5 separate regions of the Danio rerio genome follow, and regions 2, 3, 4 and 5 are each linked to region 1. Evidence: chromatin contacts called from public HiCAR-type and HiChIP or PLAC-seq data. All regions are on one chromosome and are shown on one strand. Each heading gives the region's core, a stretch centred on a gene start, on an enhancer-like site or on the middle of the called end of the contact. The rest is flanking DNA. Distances are from core to core; before and after follow the strand shown.

Region 1 (3,253 bases), core at 410-2,909:
TCTGTGTGGAGTTTGCATATTCTCCATGCGTTGGCGTGGGTTTCCTCCTAATGCTCTGGGTTCCCAGACAGTCCAAAGACATGCAGTACAGGTGAATTGGGTGGGCTAAATTGTCCATAGTGTATGAGTGTGTGTGTGAATGTGCATGTGGATGTTTCCCAGAGATGGGTTGCGGCTGGAAGGGCATCCGCTGCATAAAAATGAGCTGGATAAGTTGGTGGTTCGTTCCGCTGTGGCGACCCCGGATGACTAAAGGGACTAAGCCGACAAGAAAATGAATGAATGAATTAATGAATGAATGTGTGTAAATGAGAGTGTAGGCTATGGAAAGGCATCCACTGCAAATGCTGGATAAGTTGGCGGTTCATTCCGCTGTGGTGACCCCAGATTAATAAAGGGACTAAGCCAAAAAAATGAATGAATGAATAAATGGTACCGAAGAGATGTATTATCTGCACTGTGTTCAACAAATGTTCATCAGTCTTTCCTGGATTTTCCTTCAGATCATTCCAGGTTGTGCAGAGGTTTATGTATCTGCACTCTGTACTGTGAACTCCAATATGCTTCCTCCTGGATTAAAACAAATGTTGATTTAAGACCGCAAACAACGATGAATTATTATTTGTCATTTTTTTTGTCTCGAGAATTAGTAAATTGTTTATGAAGTTTTGCATTAACATTTTTAACCACTAGATAGAGCTATTCCATTTGTGCAAGAGAAGAGACAAAAGAAACGGTACCTGAAGATGAACAAAGAAATCCCTAACCATATCGATTTAATTTAGTATGCTATTAGCAACATCCAAAAACAGTGATCAAAAACTATATATTATATAATGTACATATAGACAATTATTGCAAGTTGACTTGCTAAAATTAAGAATGCGTTATTATAGTAAACTGATAGCTAGTAACACGTTTTTGGCGAACTGATTACAGGAATTGGTTACAGAATATATAATCACAAATGTACTTCAAATACAACGATTAAACTATGGTTGTGGACGCAAAACACAAACATGTGCGGTTACTCTGATTTAACTAGAATAACCATGTTTTCTTTGATTTATTTGCATTAAAAACACAGTATGGACAGGCCCAGCCACATAACCTATTTCAAAAGCTGGGAATAATACATCCCGACAATAATATTGAGAATACTTAAAAAAAACAGCAGTAATATAATAATAAGAATAATAATGTATTTTATATATAACTTTAAAAACACTTTACAGAAAATTATCATTATTTAAATTATTGGTATGTTTAATGATTATAAAACTAATATGCCATTTTATAATTATTTTTGTTCACATTCGTCAGCTTTATCTATCATGCTATACTGATACTAACAAAACACACCTTTACAAAAAAAGGGGGTGGGACACAATTTAAATTGATCTGTTCCGTTATGTAACTGTAACCAACTACTTTATAAAATAAAGGCTAGTCACTGAACACACTTACTACGACAGAGCCAAGATGGCTGCCCTAGCGGGTTCAGTTTCCAATGAATGAGGGGAAAACAAATAGTCAGCCGTAAGCTGAGAGGAGCATGCGCAGAATCACAGTGCCGCGTAGAGCACTCGGTTTTTTGGACTCCTGTCGAGGCGGGTGACGTCATGCAGCAGTCCAGCAGAGGCTCCACTTTCCCCCTCACTCAAATTGTAACCACCAGCATCAGAAGATCAGAAGCGGTGGGGCACCGAACAGAAGACACTTTTTTTAAAATAGATTTATATCTTTTTTGTTTATTTGCAGCGAGGACCGCCAATTAACGCTCTTCTTTTAGCATCCAGATCTCACTAAAAGGAATAATTTGATCACAGAAGAACCCGCTTTGATTTTTAGTGCATGTTTTAACCAACCCCTGTTTGCATGCTGGTGTTCAGTAAGCAATATACATGAGCGTGCCATTTTACAACACCTCGCCTGTTTAGGCTGAAGAAGCCTCTTTTTTTTACATCTGTATTTTAATGACACATTCTCTACTGTGCATATTGTCTGCTCAGCTACATTTGCTAGCGTGTGGAGGGCGCAAGAAACAACAGAGCACGGCGGACAATCGTGGGGTTTGGATGAGGTGTTTGAATCCAGCCTTACGTGAACAATTGTTAAGATTTCCATAAGCAATGCCATCTTGCAATGCAAACATGCTGGCTGTTGGATTGCTCTACCTGGGATTAGTTCTTGCACTGGAGGTTGTAGATCCCACCAGAGCCATTGAAGGTGAGTAACCGCGATCAAACGTGTTATTTTCTCCATGCATGCATTCAAGAGACAGTGCGTAAAGTTTTCAGACATGGCCTGGTAATAGTGGCCAAAGCTTACAGTAACGCACTTGTGGGCTCCTGCTCTCGACACCCGCTCGATATATGATCGTTTCAGGTTTGCAGGATCGATTTTGTATAGATAAACACGCCGAGAAGGGCATTTGCGCAGTTTTGTTATCACCTGTGTTTGTTATCTTCGTCCAGACTCGCGCTGTTTATTTATTATCATGAATGATTCGCGTTTGTGCGTTGAAGCCGCGTTTTTAACGACGCGTTTGTTTTTGTGGGGTCAGATTGAAAATGTGGGAGTTGAGTTATTTCATAACAGCTTCGCAGGCCTGTCTGTGTGCTCGCCCGAGTCGTTTATGAAGGCAAACGCCTGTCAGATGATGTTCTGCTGCGTGAATGAATTGTTTCGGTGTGAGTGGAAGCCGAGCTCGCCACAGGTCTATTTTGCATGCGGTGGACATGCTCCATATTCCCGCATATTCTCGGCGGTCTATTCAAGTGCAAGGAGAGGGAAGCACATCCTCTGCTGGCGCTTCGTGCTCGCCCACTAAACATGTCTTGACGGTCCTTTAGTTTTTGTTTTGCTTGACGTTCCGGTAAACATGGTTATTTGAGTAATCCTGAATCCGTTCCATTACTTGCATTACTTGGCACAAGTTTGCTCAAATAGTTTGAGTAGAAGTGACCTGAGCCTTTATACTATGTTTCTGTTTCTTCAATAGCTTTGCTTCAGGAGCCTGATTTAGTCATTGAAAAAATCAAGTGGCATTTCTGTTTATTTAACAAAATTAGGCATTTTATTCTTACATTTTAAAATATATTTTAGTTTTCAAGAAAATTATGAATTGCACAGATTGTTTCTCCTACAAGCAAGTACATTTTCTTCACATTTTAATGACAAACAAAACTTATGGGAAGCATTTTACCTCCCTTTTACAAGTTGTCAAGCCTCTTAGTTATATTTTAATATT
Region 2 (3,253 bases), core at 389-2,888, 180 kb before region 1:
TTTTTCATATTTTGTTTAATTGCAGGTCCAGACCACACAATATCAGTCTGATTTTGGCACAATCCATTTGATGTAGCCTGACATTGTGATTCAAAAACAACAATTACTATCAGGACAGAAGAATATCATCATATAGTGTGTCATAGAGGACAACATCCATTTCTATCAACTGCTTACTCTTGTTTACATATGCCTGAAAGGTTTCTTGTCCAGTAGGCAAAAATAATAATTTGACAAAGTGACACAGTGATCATAACAGACAAAAAATATTTTGTCAATATTTTGTAGCCTGTAGTACCCAGGATCCAATAAGCTGTTACATTTACTTCTTATACCAGGCTTTACAAGTGTATTAGACTTTTTATTATTAATAAATCAAACCCAATGTTTAGTTTTCATGTCAGATAAACATCTTGTTAACTCAACTCTATAAGCAGAAATCTAGCTTATTTCATTCAATACCTGGTCGTAAACACAGTATGTAGCGTCCTTGAGGGTCTGGCCTGGGCAGGACAGTGAGAAAGCCCAGGTCTAGGACGTGCTTGACTGTGGAGGGCTTCAGGTCCTGGAACACTTCAGGCCAGGCTCTCCGGCTGGCATGATAATTCAGGAGAAGCTGAAGGGCCCGGTCATAATCAAACTTCCTGGCCCTGAGGAAGCGCAGCAGAAAAGCATCATCTAACCGGGTCCTCAGATTAGGGTGGTCTTTCAGTATCATATCCCGTAATGCCTGGACATCCCGCAGCCTCCATTCGGGCTTCTCCTGAAGCTCTTCCCGAGCCTTGGCTACTAGTTCAGGAGTCAGAGTGCAGGTGTAGATGGGTGGAGGAGGACCTGGGAAGCCTAAACCTGCAGCTGTGTCCCTTGGAGGCCCAAGATCAATGTGCCCATTTTGGTCTGCCATGGGCTATACATAGAAAATATGAAAGAAATAAAAATAGTGCAGTCATGGATAAGTTTTTATATAGACAAAGCTGTCAAGCTTAGCTTTAGTCATTCTACAGATGTGGTGTCATTCATGGTTGTATGATATTTAAATGTTTTATTTTTGTTTTACAAAAATGTAATTACATTTTTACTGCATTGTATTTGTAATTTGTAAATGTTGTAATCTGCTGTGGGTGGGTACACTTTTTCACATGATTGAGCTTTAAAAATATCACTACACGTTTTGGTATGTAATATATCATAGTTTTCTATTTCTTGTTGTATCTCAATATATACAACTGGCGTGAAATGAAAAAAATTATAGATATAAGCTTCCTCATATTTAAATTTTGAGTAAGTTATATCAAGTTATTTCTTAAGGGAATGACTGTTGTTGAACTTCTATACCCTAACAACAGCACTATCATATGCACAAAACATAATTTGTACTATGTTAATGTACTAAATGATAATCTGATGTATTCTATTTACTAAAATACATCAGACCCATATAGCTACCGCGAGTTTTCCCAGCGCAGCTATGGTGTTCAATAAGCACTGCAAATTTACATATGAAAGCCAGGCGTAATCCTATTAAGCTGTTTCACTTATTGCACGATTAAGATGTGATGATTTTCACTCAAAACAGAACAGAAATGTAAACATGACCAACCTGCCAAAGAAATCCGCAATCAGTTCCGTGTACAGGATGAAGCCAATCGAGCATTGGTCATTCTGTGTCATGTGGTGTATGACGCAAGTGGCGTTTATTCGGCGTGCTCTTCTGACGTGAGTAATTTGTCGATGGTAAAAAATGAAAATATCCCATCTTACTTTTAATTGATGCATTAGAAGTCTGGTTCAGCTCAAAATGTAAACCATCTATGCGCCTTTATTACAATATTTGTGCTTACCGATATAGCAACATTGCCTTAACCAACGGTGTGAGTTTGAGTGTCTGTGTCTGTGCTCAGCAATCAGAGCCTTCGGGGCAGGCTCAAACGTGTTGCAGGTAAGAGGCTTGGGTAGAATTTCATCAAATTTTCAGGCTAGGTAACAAAATAGAAACTTTTTTATTTTCAAAAAAATAACCAAATTTATTCATGTTTAATTATAAGACAATATTTGGGATGTGAAACTAAACAGATAATCTGAAACTGAACAGATAATCTGTAGACAAACAAAGCAGTACATTATTATTCATTCATTAATTTTCCTTCGGCTTAGTCCCTTTATTCATCAGGGGTTGCCTTAGCGGAATGAACCACCAACTTATCCAGCATATGTTTTACACGGCGGATGGGGAACACTCATTCACACACTATGGCCAATTTAGTTGATTAAATTCACCTATAGTGCATCCATTATTTGCTTCGGGGTAAACTGGGGCACCCGGAGGAAACACACGCCAACAGACCATGCAAACTCCACACAGAAATGGCAACTGATCCAGCCAGCAATCGAACCAGCAACCTTTTTGCTGTGAGGCGACAGTAAAAGGCACACCTCCTGAAGTCACGAATGTGCACCGTAAAGATGAAAGTAGACAACCCACTTGATCATGTCATTCGCCAGTTAGAAGACTTTACAGTATGTTATAATACTACAATTTCGAATGAAAAACTGCATTATATCTAGCACATTTTCAATTGTGTAGCTACTGTAGCAAAACTTGTCATAATGTGCAATATTTATGCATGCAAGGATGCCGCTTTGTCCTAAAGTGGCCATTCTTTGGCCTGCCGGGTGCAGGAATTACACTTATTACTAAGCCATACTTACTGTACATGCTATTTCAGACCGAATATTCAAAGTAGCATGGTAAACAATATAGACGCCGCATCATAGGTTGTCATTGTTCAAAAATGAATTAATGTTATGTGAATATAAAACCAACTTTACTTTAGTAAAGCTAGGCGGAATAGTGCTATTTACTAATGTTTTGTTGTTAAATAAAACAAAAATCGACATTATTGATACTTTAAAAGATCCCTTATAAATTGAAAATAGTCACATCAATCTTTTGCCGGAAGATTTCAGGGGCTGAACAACACTTCTGGGCATATAACCCATTTGTAAAACAACACCATCTACATCAGCTTTGCGTGACTAAATTACTTTTAAAACAGAACATTACCTGTCTAACAGAAATACCTCAGCCATGGTGTCATCCCTCCTTCAGCGTGCAAAAGTAACTCCAATATTGATTCAGGTTTTAAAAAGCTTTGATTCAGCATTTGTTTTTAACGCTGTCACTTTCTCGAGTGCACCTGAAAGTGCATGAACGCGCAAACGGGGGATCTGTCTGCCTGAACGGGGTGTGCAG
Region 3 (3,253 bases), core at 337-2,836, 180 kb after region 1:
TAAAACCAAACAGGAACAGAATGGCACTGTAGACCAGCTGGCTGAGGTCTGATAGAAAGGCAAAGCAATAGATGGGCACAGTTTTGATGGGCACAGTTCTCAATTGTCGAAAAGCGAATTGAGGTGCTGCAAGGACTACCGCTGGGACCCATATGAGAATAACAATAACCCGTAGACAACGGCCCATTCGAAAACGATATGTCCATGTGGGATACACCACAATCAGGTAGCGCGTCACCGCTAATGCAGCTAAAGTGAATACGCTGGCGGAGTTACAGGCAATGCCCAGGAAGCTGATGAACTTGCATAGGTTGCTGCCAAATGGCCAGTAGCCTAAGGCTATAGCGGCGGTGTGGAAGGGCAGACCAATGAGCAGAAGAAGATCTGAAGCACTCAAAGCTAAAAGTAATGTATCTGTGCCTTGATGAGACTGGAATCTGTTTTTCCTCCTCCGTCCCGTCAGGATGTAGATGACTAGTGAGTGACCTACAAACCCGATCACTATGACCACTGCGTCCAACGTTGGGGCCAGAACCTGTGTCAGCTCCCACCTCATAGTCCCAGAGTCATGGCTAACATTCATACTGCTCTCTAAAGAGTGATTCACTTTGCGTTCAACTCTGACTGATCAGTATGAAGATTGCTGTCTGCTTCAGGCCAGTAATTAGCCCCTTTTGAGTGTTAATAACTTCCAAAGCATGATTGGGGTGTTTACTTCAAGTGGCTGTTTCCAGGGTGGTTGTTAGTGTGTAGCATTTGCAATTAGGGACGTGTTCTCCTGGAAAGTTGAGAATATATGTTAATGCTTTTGTACATAGAGAAGACAGAGTTTTACTTTAGAGCAGTGGTGTCCAAACTCGATCCTGGAGGGCCGATGTCCTGCGTATTTTAGTTCCAACCCCAAATAAACACACCTGAACCAGCTAATCAAGCTCTTTTTAGGTATACTTAAACTTCTAGGCAAGTGTGTTGAAGGAAGTTATAGCTAAACTGTGCAGGACACCGGCCCTTCAGGACCGAGTTTGGACACCCCTGCTCTAGAGTTTACTCTGTGGAGTAATTCAGAGTTTTACTTCACACAGAAATGCCAACTGACCCAGCCGAAGTTTGAACCAGCAACATTCCTGCTGTGAGGCGATAGTGCTACCCACTGCACCACCAAGCTGTCCCATTTGTTATTCATAATTTTAAAGATGTATTCTTCTGTTCATCAACTAATAATCTTAACTTTTTATTTAAAATGTGGTGGGTGCTTACCTTACGTCCATCCATGATAGCTGTTGACTTGTATTGAGTGAAACCAGGCAACACTTCATAACACGATTCCATGCATCTGTCAATGACGGCCACATTACACACAGTCAATTCTACTTGAATCTAAGTGCTCGCTGCGACATTCCTCTTACAATCAATTGGATGACTCTTCAAATTCACTTCAATTCCTTTATCGTCCGTCCCCAAAGAACGCAACACAACTCTCCTCAGTGTGTCCTATTACAAGTTTTCTCAGATAAAGACAGATGAGTACTAGGAGGAGCGACACACACCCAAGTGATTCTCTTTAAGATCCAAACACGATGTGTGGTAGTTCTCTCTTTTGATCATGTTTTCTCTTATGATGACGTCTCATAAATGAAATGGGCAGTGCTTGTTACGTAAGAGTCTTGTTGTTCTTCCTTTGACCTAAAGACTGATGTGTTCTGCAGGATCGTTATTGGTTTTTTAGCAAAAGTAAACAGCTAGCTTGAGTGTCCAGCCTGTTTTATGAGGGAGTAATTGCTGTTGTAAAGTGATGCAAAAGGATGCTGCGAAACCCCTCCTGAGCTTATTTAATTACTGAAGAGCGACTGTTGCTGACTTTGAGTTATTGAAACTTTCGACAGCTTTTGCTTAAGCTCATTTCTCCACATTGCTTCCCAGTGTTGTGTCCGAGACTCATCGGGCAGTCGTCTCTTTGTGGAAGAACTAGTCAGCGTGGTTAAAGAGATTCACAGAGGGAGGGTCTTGTATGCACAGGCACCCATCCATGAAATGACCGGATGACACTAAGCCACAAAACACACACAACAAGGCCCTTTCACAACCCGCTGAAAGCTGCATGCACACGTAGCATAGGATTAAACTTCTCATTGGGATGGGAGAAGTTTTAAAATAAATGGTTTGGTCTTGTTATATGTTGATCAAAGAATTCATTTGCTCTATGAAGGATGAGATATTAATGCTGATTGGATTGCTATTCTGAGAAGTTAAAATGCTGCACTTTTTATGTCTGTAGAGATCTTTTAAGCATTGGAAATACAGGCATCAGTTTGTTCTATGAGGCGAAATTATGATAAAAAAAATTTGAAGCAACTTGGCTGAGGAACAGAACACAGAATTGTAATTAGGTAAAACAAACTGCATACAGTGATGTTGTTTTTTTGATCAGAAACAAGCAACATAAATATGGAGTCATTGTGCAGTTTCTTAGGCTATGTCCAGAAGACAATGATTGTTTTTTGTTTTTGTTTCTCTTTTGGAGATTCAAGCAGTGTAATGTGTATGCTACACTTATATATGCCATTGTGAACAAATACAGACTGCCGCATATAATAATAAAATCACAGAAGATTCTGTTTACATGTGCATTAGGTCCATGTTTTTCAACGTGTTGAGTATAGACATACTGTAAACAGGAGACCAGGATGGATTTAAAAATACCTGATGTATTTTACTGTTATTGCCGGCAGCTAGCTTTCTGCAACTTTCAAATAGTCGCCTACTAAGGTTAAGTCAAGCTGCGCCCAGTCAGTACCTGGATGGTAGATCACAGGGGAAAGTTAGTTTGTTGCCGGAAGTGATGTTAGTGAGGCCAGCAGGGGGCACTCAACCTGCAGTCTTAGCGTCCAAGTACACTGATGGGGACTCCGTACTGCTCAGTGAGCGCCGTCATTTGGATGAGATGTTAAATCGAGGTCCTAACTCTCTGTGGTTGTTAAAATTCCCTGATGTCCTTCGAGTAGGGGTTTAACCCCGGCATCCTGACCAAATTTGCCCACTGACTTCTGTCCATCATGGTTTGCTAACCATCCCCATATCATAATTGGCTTATGCCAAGTTCAGACTGCATGATTTTAGCCCCAATTTTGACTCGCCGATAGATTTTGAGAAATAGCTGACAAATGCCCAAAATGACAGGCAAATCAGTGCTCGTTCACATAAATGTCAATCACACAATGTAAACTATCAAAGAAGCGATCTGAAAGAATCACAG
Region 4 (3,253 bases), core at 238-2,737, 150 kb after region 1:
GATTCAAATAAAATAAGAATGTTCTCTCCATTGTTTATTTCCTTTTTTGTTCAACAGTCTTGTTACTCACAAACACCCTTTCAATCCCGACTTTCCCTTCTGTCTCTTTCTCTACTCTCCTAGATCTTTGCACGGTGGAAAATGGAGGCTGCAGCCATAACTGTACCATCGCTCCCGGTGAGGGCGTCCTGTGCTCCTGCCCAGCTGGCATGGAGCTGGGTACTGACAACAAGACCTGCCAGATCCAGAGCTTCTGCGCCAAGCATCTGAAGTGCAGCCAGCGCTGTGTGCAGGAGAAGGCCACAGTCAAGTGTGCTTGTTATGAGGGCTGGGCACTCGGGCCTGATGGAGAGAGCTGCAAGAGCACGGGTAAGAAAGAAAAATTATTGATGTATTACAGTATCCCTGTTGTTTTCATTGATTTTTCATTCAGGATTTTTGTATATTTTTATATAAAAATGTATGTGTTTTATATTGTATCTTCATATAGTAGATCACAGAAGTGCTCAAACTGTTGAACCAATCTGCAGTTTCAAAGGGCTTCAAATGATCCTAGCTGAGTAATACTGTTGGGGTCTTACCTTATAGCTAAACAATCTGTCATTTTCTAAAAATAAAAGATAAAAAAGTGTTCCTCAGCTAGAACCATAGGTTTTTTTAATCAAATTTTTTTATGGACAAAATCCTGAATTTTTTTTCTTTGCTTTTTTTTTCCCCAAAAGCATATTTTGAAGACATGTACATTTAATTCATATAAAGCACATATATTTTTGTATTCCAAAACAAATGCCATGAGGATGAGTAAATAATTCCCTTTTAGTTACTTTTTATTCCCTTAATAATTACTTTTCATTTCATTATCATTTTTGCAATTTATTTATTATTTTTAATTGATCTTGTCTTGTCTTGTGACTTTCTGGACTTTGTGAATTAGAACCAATTTAAAACATTATCTATAGTATATGACGTCTAAATCTGCCATCTCACTGTTACTTTTTCAATATATCTTTGTTGAAATAAATGCAGTGATGGAGAACATTAAGATACTTTTGAAAGTATTTACAAATTGATATTGACCATGACACTTTATTCACTCCAGAAAGGAGAAAAACTAAAAGCTGCACAAAAGACAAATTCATAAAAACATATGTGAATGAAAAAAATCAGTGCAGAGGTCATTTGGAGAACTTTTTGCTAATTATTTAATCATGTTTTGTCTTTTGTGGAGCTGTACGTCCAACAGATTTGTTGAAGAAGATTTAAATGGATAGATTTTTGTTGTGTTCCAAATTGTAATTTTTTGTTCTGTCTTGTGGCTTTCTGGACTGAAAAAATGACATATTTTCCTGTCCTTGTTTTTTAGATCCATTCAAGCCCTTCATCATCTTCTCCAACCGACATGAGATCCGTCGGATTGACTTGTACAAGGGTGAGTTCAGTGTGCTGGTGCCAGGACTGCGCAACACCATTGCCCTGGACTTCCACTTCAACCAGAGCTCCCTCTACTGGACCGATGTGGTAGAAGACAAGATCTATCGGGGAAAGCTGTCAGAAAACGGAGGTAAATTAGTGTTCTAGAAATGTCCTGCAAGAGTGGATGTTCCTAAACCAAAATGATCGCTGTTTATTCTTGGTAAAATTAAGCTTACAGCTACATGCTGTCAATTGCAATAGGTGATATCACAACTGATGACTTTGCTTATTAATTTAAAATAAAAAAATATTATTTAGAAGTATATTGGTTTAAAAGATGCTATGTTTTTCTTACAGTACATGTTTAAATTAAAAGTATATAGCATCAATGTTTTAATCTAATTGTTAAGAAAATGAAACAAATACATTTTTAAAGTTAACAATAAAGTTTGGGGTAAAGGAACTTCAACTGTATTCTCTTCTTTTAAAGCTTCGCATCAGCTTTGTTGTTTTTCAGTGTTTTCCCACATTGTTCTGTTTCTTTCAGCATACCAATGTAGTCAGTAATTATTACAACTGCTTTTGGTTCACAAAACCACAGCGTGTGTCTAACTGAGGCTGTGTGTGATTCTAGCACAGGATCTCTCTGTCTTTACCCATTTGACTCATTCCTAGTTTGCGTGACTAAAGGCAGAGTAAAAGTAAAGTGTCAGAAACACCATGCTGCTTCCAAACACACACCTACCTCTCTCTGAACAGCTCTTTCCATAGATACGATACCACTGTCCAAGTTCTAGATCCCTGCTGTCGTCTTTGACAGAGTAAAAATATGGCTGTAAAGGCTGCCAGCGCTAAAACAAAGTAACAAAGTGTTGTTTCTCAACCCCCGTCTGAGAAGCTTTGCTGTTTCCAGCCCAACAGAAAGCTGTTCTGGACCTTTAATTACTGCTCTGTATGAGTGTCTCTCTCTCTCACACAGATCAGAGAACTGCTAGCCTTGATTGAGAATGATTTTTTCTTTTCCTTTTTCTTCCACATGGCTGTAGCTCAGTGTGGGGGAATATTTATTGCAGCTTCGACTTGTATGGCTTTCAGCCTGGAAGCAATCAAATGATTTTTTTTATTCAATATACTAACTTTTGGCAAAAAAGCTTCTAGTTTGCAGTTTTCTATTTTAAGGAGGCTGTTTGATGCTATTGTAAAATGCATGAAAATACCTATTTTATTTGTATTTTTTTAGAACAAAACTTTTACCTGCACTTACAGATAAATAACAGACTAACAGTAAAAAGACTAAGCATTATATGTGAAGACTAAGCATGATATGATTTTAATACCTTTTTTAATTTTTATTTATTTTTTTCAGTGTGAAATTGTAGCTTTTTCATTTTCATTTATTTTTCCATTTGGTCTACCTTTACAGCAAGTAAATTTAAAAATTGTTTTAAGGATGAATAATGTAATAATGTTACATTTAGACTTTATCAAATATCATAATACTAGTGTTTGATTAAATACACATTTTTATGTACATTGTTATGTTTACAAGTATTAATGTTCATTATTATTAGCAAATTTATCATTTATATTTACGCTACAATACTGTGACCTATTTAATTTGTAGTAGGTAAAAAGATTAACTTACACTGAAGTGTTTTATAAACTACTGGTCAAACGTTTGGCATCAGTACAATTTTTAAATGTTTTAAAATAAGCTTATCGTGCTTACAAAGGCTTAGGGTTGAGCGATGTTGACCAATTTGGCATTGTACGATGTCTAATGTGAAACATCGCAATGAACAATGGCATCGTCGTCGTAGGCTGCGATGAATTAATTATT
Region 5 (3,253 bases), core at 230-2,729, 130 kb after region 1:
GCCTTTAAGTTGCTCCAATCCCTAATGAGTTTCTTTCTTTTGTTGAACACATTTGAAGAGTGTTGGTAGCTAAACAGTTGACGGTAATCATTGACTTTCCAAGTATTTTTATCTTACTATGGCAGTCAGTTGCAGCCAGTTTCTTACATTCGCAAAAAACGTAAAACACAAAAAATATGAATCCACTTGAGGGTTTGTAAATGGTAAATACAAGTTTAGTTGAAATATCCCTCTACTTTTTACATTTACATTTAAAAAGGATTTATTTATCAGAAATTATTAAATCTAGGTTAAAATAACCCATCAAAGTGATCCGAGTTCTTATTTATAGTTTGCATTTGTTTTTATTTAATTTATTTGTTTTGTTTTTATTATTTATCATTATTGTTTTTATTATTTGTTTTAGTTGTTTTGTATATAAATATTGTATATGTAGTTTTTTTCATTGTACATTTGTATTGCATATTTTCAGTCTTCTTGAAAGTACCTAATAGGGCTTGATTTTTCAGACATATGAATCCAGGCCTGAAAAGTACTTTAAAGCAAACATAGTTCCTTAAAAGTGCTTGAATTAAAATTTTATGGTTTTATTTCAACAATTGTACTGTGCTGCATTCAAAGGCTGAACGTAAAAACTATGAAATTCTTAATTTAAAAATCTTAAATTTCAATCTTATACATTTACTATGACGAATAATGCGTTTTATCAATACTTCAGAAACTGCATTTGAATACTGACAGAATAGAATTCAACTATATAAGTAATAAAGTTCTTTGAAAATTTCTTTGAAATGGTTGTTTAAAATGGTCAACATTTTTAAAAATGACATTCAAAACATCATCATTATGACATTTTAATGTAAATATTAGGTGTAAGTGAAATGTTAAGTGCAGGAAAGACTTTTATGGCACTGCATATGTTGGGGAATTACAAAGGTGCTTGATTGAAAATATCAGTGATTTAAAAAGTCCTTGAATTTAGTGTCCATGAAAGGGTGCGAACCCTATACTGTATTTTATAAATATTATATATTTTTAATGTGTTACATGAACTAATTATGTTAGATTATTGTTAGAAATGTTTTCTGAAGATATTTTTCCCTGGTGACTACCAACGATAATAAAATCTGTTTAAATTGTCTATACATTACTGTTCTTTTACGGCTAATGTTTATTTTGACAAGTAGCATGTTTGTATTTATATGGTTTTGTTTAACTATATTAATCTTTAATACATCACTTTTATCAGCTGTAATTTTAGCATCACCATATTCCTAAAAAAAAAAAAAAAAAAAATAATAATAATAATACTTAAATACAATTTTTCTCTTAATCCAGACGGTGTATGAAGGACAGGAGCTGAACCACCCATTCGGCCTGTGCCACCATAAGAACTTCCTGTTTTGGAACGAGTACCGCGGTGGAGGAATCTACAAGCTGGACCAGAACACCAAGAAAGCCACACTGTTACGCAATGAACGACCGCCAATCTATGAAATTCGCACCTATGATGCACAACAACAGCAAAGTACTGAACACCCTGAGCTTCTTTTTTTTTCTCCATAATTATTTGTATGAGTCATATGTAACATGCAAGCACAAGCTGGCAGATCCAACATAGACTTAATTATGCTGTTTTGCATGTTAACATGTCTGAACAGCTACATCATTTACATTTCTGGTCAATAGTTTGGCACCAGTACTTTTTATTTTATTTATTTATTTATTTATTTATTTATTTGTGTATTTATTTATTTATTATTATTATTATTATTTTTATTTTATTTGATGCTATTTTATTTAATTAAATTTTTTATTGTTAAGTCTCTTCTCATCACCAAGATTGTATACTTGTTCAAAAATACAAATACCATTCAGTAAAATATTGTGAAATCTTTTACATTTAACATGACTGTGTTTGATTCCTCTGATTTAAAGCTTAATTTAATTTACAATAAAATCTTGTGTGTCTACTGCCACTTTTAAGCAGCTTAATTTGGTCTTGGTGAATAAATTTAATACATTCTTTACTTTTTAAGTGGTGCTATTTCAGTTTTTGGACACTTTTTAATACAGATAATAAATGTTTTTTGAGCTCAGTTCATCTCACTATAATAATATCTAAAGGTTTGTGTGGGATTAAATTTAGCTTTATGTGACAGGAATAAAAATGACAATTTAAATCACATTCAGTAAGAAAACAGTTATATTAAATTGTAATAATAGTTTTTTATTTTGATCAAATAAATGCAGTTTTGGTGAGCAGAATGGGCATATTTTTAAGTAAGATTTAAAAGTCTTACTGATCCCAAACTTTTAAGCAAACAACTTAATTGATTCAATGTTTCACAGTTGTATTGTTTGTTTGTGATTTGTGCAGTTATAGGCTCTAATGTGTGTCGTGCTAATAATGGTGGCTGCAGCAGTTTGTGCCTTCTGACGCCCACCGGACGATCCTGCGCCTGTGCTGACGACCAGATACTAGACACAGACAACAAGACCTGCAGAGGTGGGTGTGCTTGGCTTTAAGTTACCACAAACACCCTGAAATGATTCGAAAAAGGCCTGCTGAGATTTGGTGGGATTCGGAGGTGTTTTATTTTTTTTTCGTTTGTTTGTTTTCTGCAGCAAATCCTTCCTACGTGCCTCCTCCTCAGTGCCAGCCTGGAGAGTTTGCCTGTAAGAATAACCGCTGTATTCAAGAGCGCTGGAAGTGTGATGGAGACAACGACTGTCTGGACAACAGCGATGAGACCCCCGATCTGTGCAGTTAGTGTGCTTTTGTCTCATTTTTTCTAAAATATATAATTTAAATAAACCCTTCAGAGGTTCGACGTTGGTAAAATGTTTAGATATATTTAAAAGTAGCCAATTTTTCTTTTCTTTTTTAAAAATAAATGCATGCATGTTGTTTAATTCTTTCGCAACAGCCATGTTCGGTGTCATTTGATCAATCAGAAATCCTTCAAATATCCTAATTTGATTCTCAGGAATGTAATTATTCTGTGGAATAGGTGATCAATTATTATGAGGATTTTTAAGGACTGTTTAAACAAACATGTTTTGGAAATATACAGTGCGTCCAGAAAGTATTCATAGCGCTTCACTTTTTTCCAAAAAAAAAAACACAGTCTTATTCCAAAATGGATTAAATTCAATTATTTCCTCAAAATCCTACACACAATACCCCATAATGACAATGTGAAAAAATATTTTTTGAAATTGTTGCAAATTTATTACAAATAAAAAACCT

What was found. HiCAR-type assays count read pairs that join an accessible place to other places. HiChIP or PLAC-seq counts read pairs in DNA pulled down with a chosen protein or histone mark.
Region 2: an H3K4me3 HiChIP or PLAC-seq map of gastrula embryo shows a contact between it and region 1, with 2.8 times the contacts expected there. The contact joins the promoter of ttpal here to the promoter of lrp1ab in region 1. A contact is called at or near these places in 2 of 4 datasets of contacts at active chromatin or transcription factors (embryo and gastrula embryo).
Region 3: an H3K4me3 HiChIP or PLAC-seq map of gastrula embryo shows a contact between it and region 1, with 5 times the contacts expected there. The contact joins the promoter of LOC137489127 here to the promoter of lrp1ab in region 1. A contact is called at or near these places in 2 of 4 datasets of contacts at active chromatin or transcription factors (caudal fin and gastrula embryo).
Region 4: a contact with region 1 is called in a HiCAR-type map of caudal fin, with 8 times the contacts expected there. The contact joins the enhancer-like site here to the promoter of lrp1ab in region 1. A contact is called at or near these places in 7 of 18 Hi-C or Micro-C datasets (caudal fin, embryo, fibroblasts and 3 more) and 3 of 4 datasets of contacts at active chromatin or transcription factors (caudal fin, embryo and gastrula embryo).
Region 5: a HiCAR-type map of caudal fin shows a contact between it and region 1, with 5 times the contacts expected there. The contact joins the enhancer-like site here to the promoter of lrp1ab in region 1. A contact is called at or near these places in 5 of 18 Hi-C or Micro-C datasets (caudal fin, embryo, fibroblasts and 2 more) and 1 of 4 datasets of contacts at active chromatin or transcription factors (caudal fin).

The regions. Positions count from the first base shown.
Region 1 is chr23:28,629,644-28,632,896 of GRCz12tu, reverse strand. It overlaps lrp1ab (low density lipoprotein receptor-related protein 1Ab), which reads left to right and starts at 1,659. Exons shown (of 90, transcript XM_021469971.2): 1 at 1,659-2,229. The coding sequence starts at 2,133.
Region 2 is chr23:28,811,091-28,814,343 of GRCz12tu, reverse strand. ttpal (tocopherol (alpha) transfer protein-like) reads right to left here and starts at 1,638. Exons shown (of 5, transcript NM_212590.2): 1 at 1,601-1,638; 2 at 463-907. The coding sequence starts at 904. LOC141380497 (a long non-coding RNA gene) reads left to right here and starts at 1,684. Exons shown (of 5, transcript XR_012398553.1): 1 at 1,684-1,939. LOC137489129 (a long non-coding RNA gene) reads left to right here. Exons shown (of 3, transcript XR_011008480.2): 3 at 26-1,397.
Region 3 is chr23:28,452,057-28,455,309 of GRCz12tu, reverse strand. It overlaps LOC137489127 (somatostatin receptor type 3), which reads right to left and starts at 1,586. Exons shown (of 2, transcript XM_068216907.2): 1 at 1,258-1,586; 2 at 1-778. The coding sequence starts at 583. All of the region lies in intron 41 of lrp1ab (low density lipoprotein receptor-related protein 1Ab), which reads left to right.
Region 4 is chr23:28,478,590-28,481,842 of GRCz12tu, reverse strand. lrp1ab (low density lipoprotein receptor-related protein 1Ab) reads left to right here. Exons shown (of 90, transcript XM_021469971.2): 23 at 124-369; 24 at 1,364-1,561. Among named protein-coding and RNA genes, the nearest start is that of lrp1ab, 150 kb to the left of the region's middle. Within about 2 kb of position 1,487, at least 4 of the 62 cell types and tissues checked have an H3K27ac peak or open chromatin away from gene starts, as enhancers often do. A contact at or near this core is called in caudal fin, where this site is marked.
Region 5 is chr23:28,497,552-28,500,804 of GRCz12tu, reverse strand. lrp1ab (low density lipoprotein receptor-related protein 1Ab) reads left to right here. Exons shown (of 90, transcript XM_021469971.2): 14 at 1,339-1,528; 15 at 2,381-2,509; 16 at 2,629-2,769. Among named protein-coding and RNA genes, the nearest start is that of lrp1ab, 130 kb to the left of the region's middle. Within about 2 kb of position 1,479, at least 2 of the 62 cell types and tissues checked have an H3K27ac peak or open chromatin away from gene starts, as enhancers often do. A contact at or near this core is called in caudal fin, where this site is marked.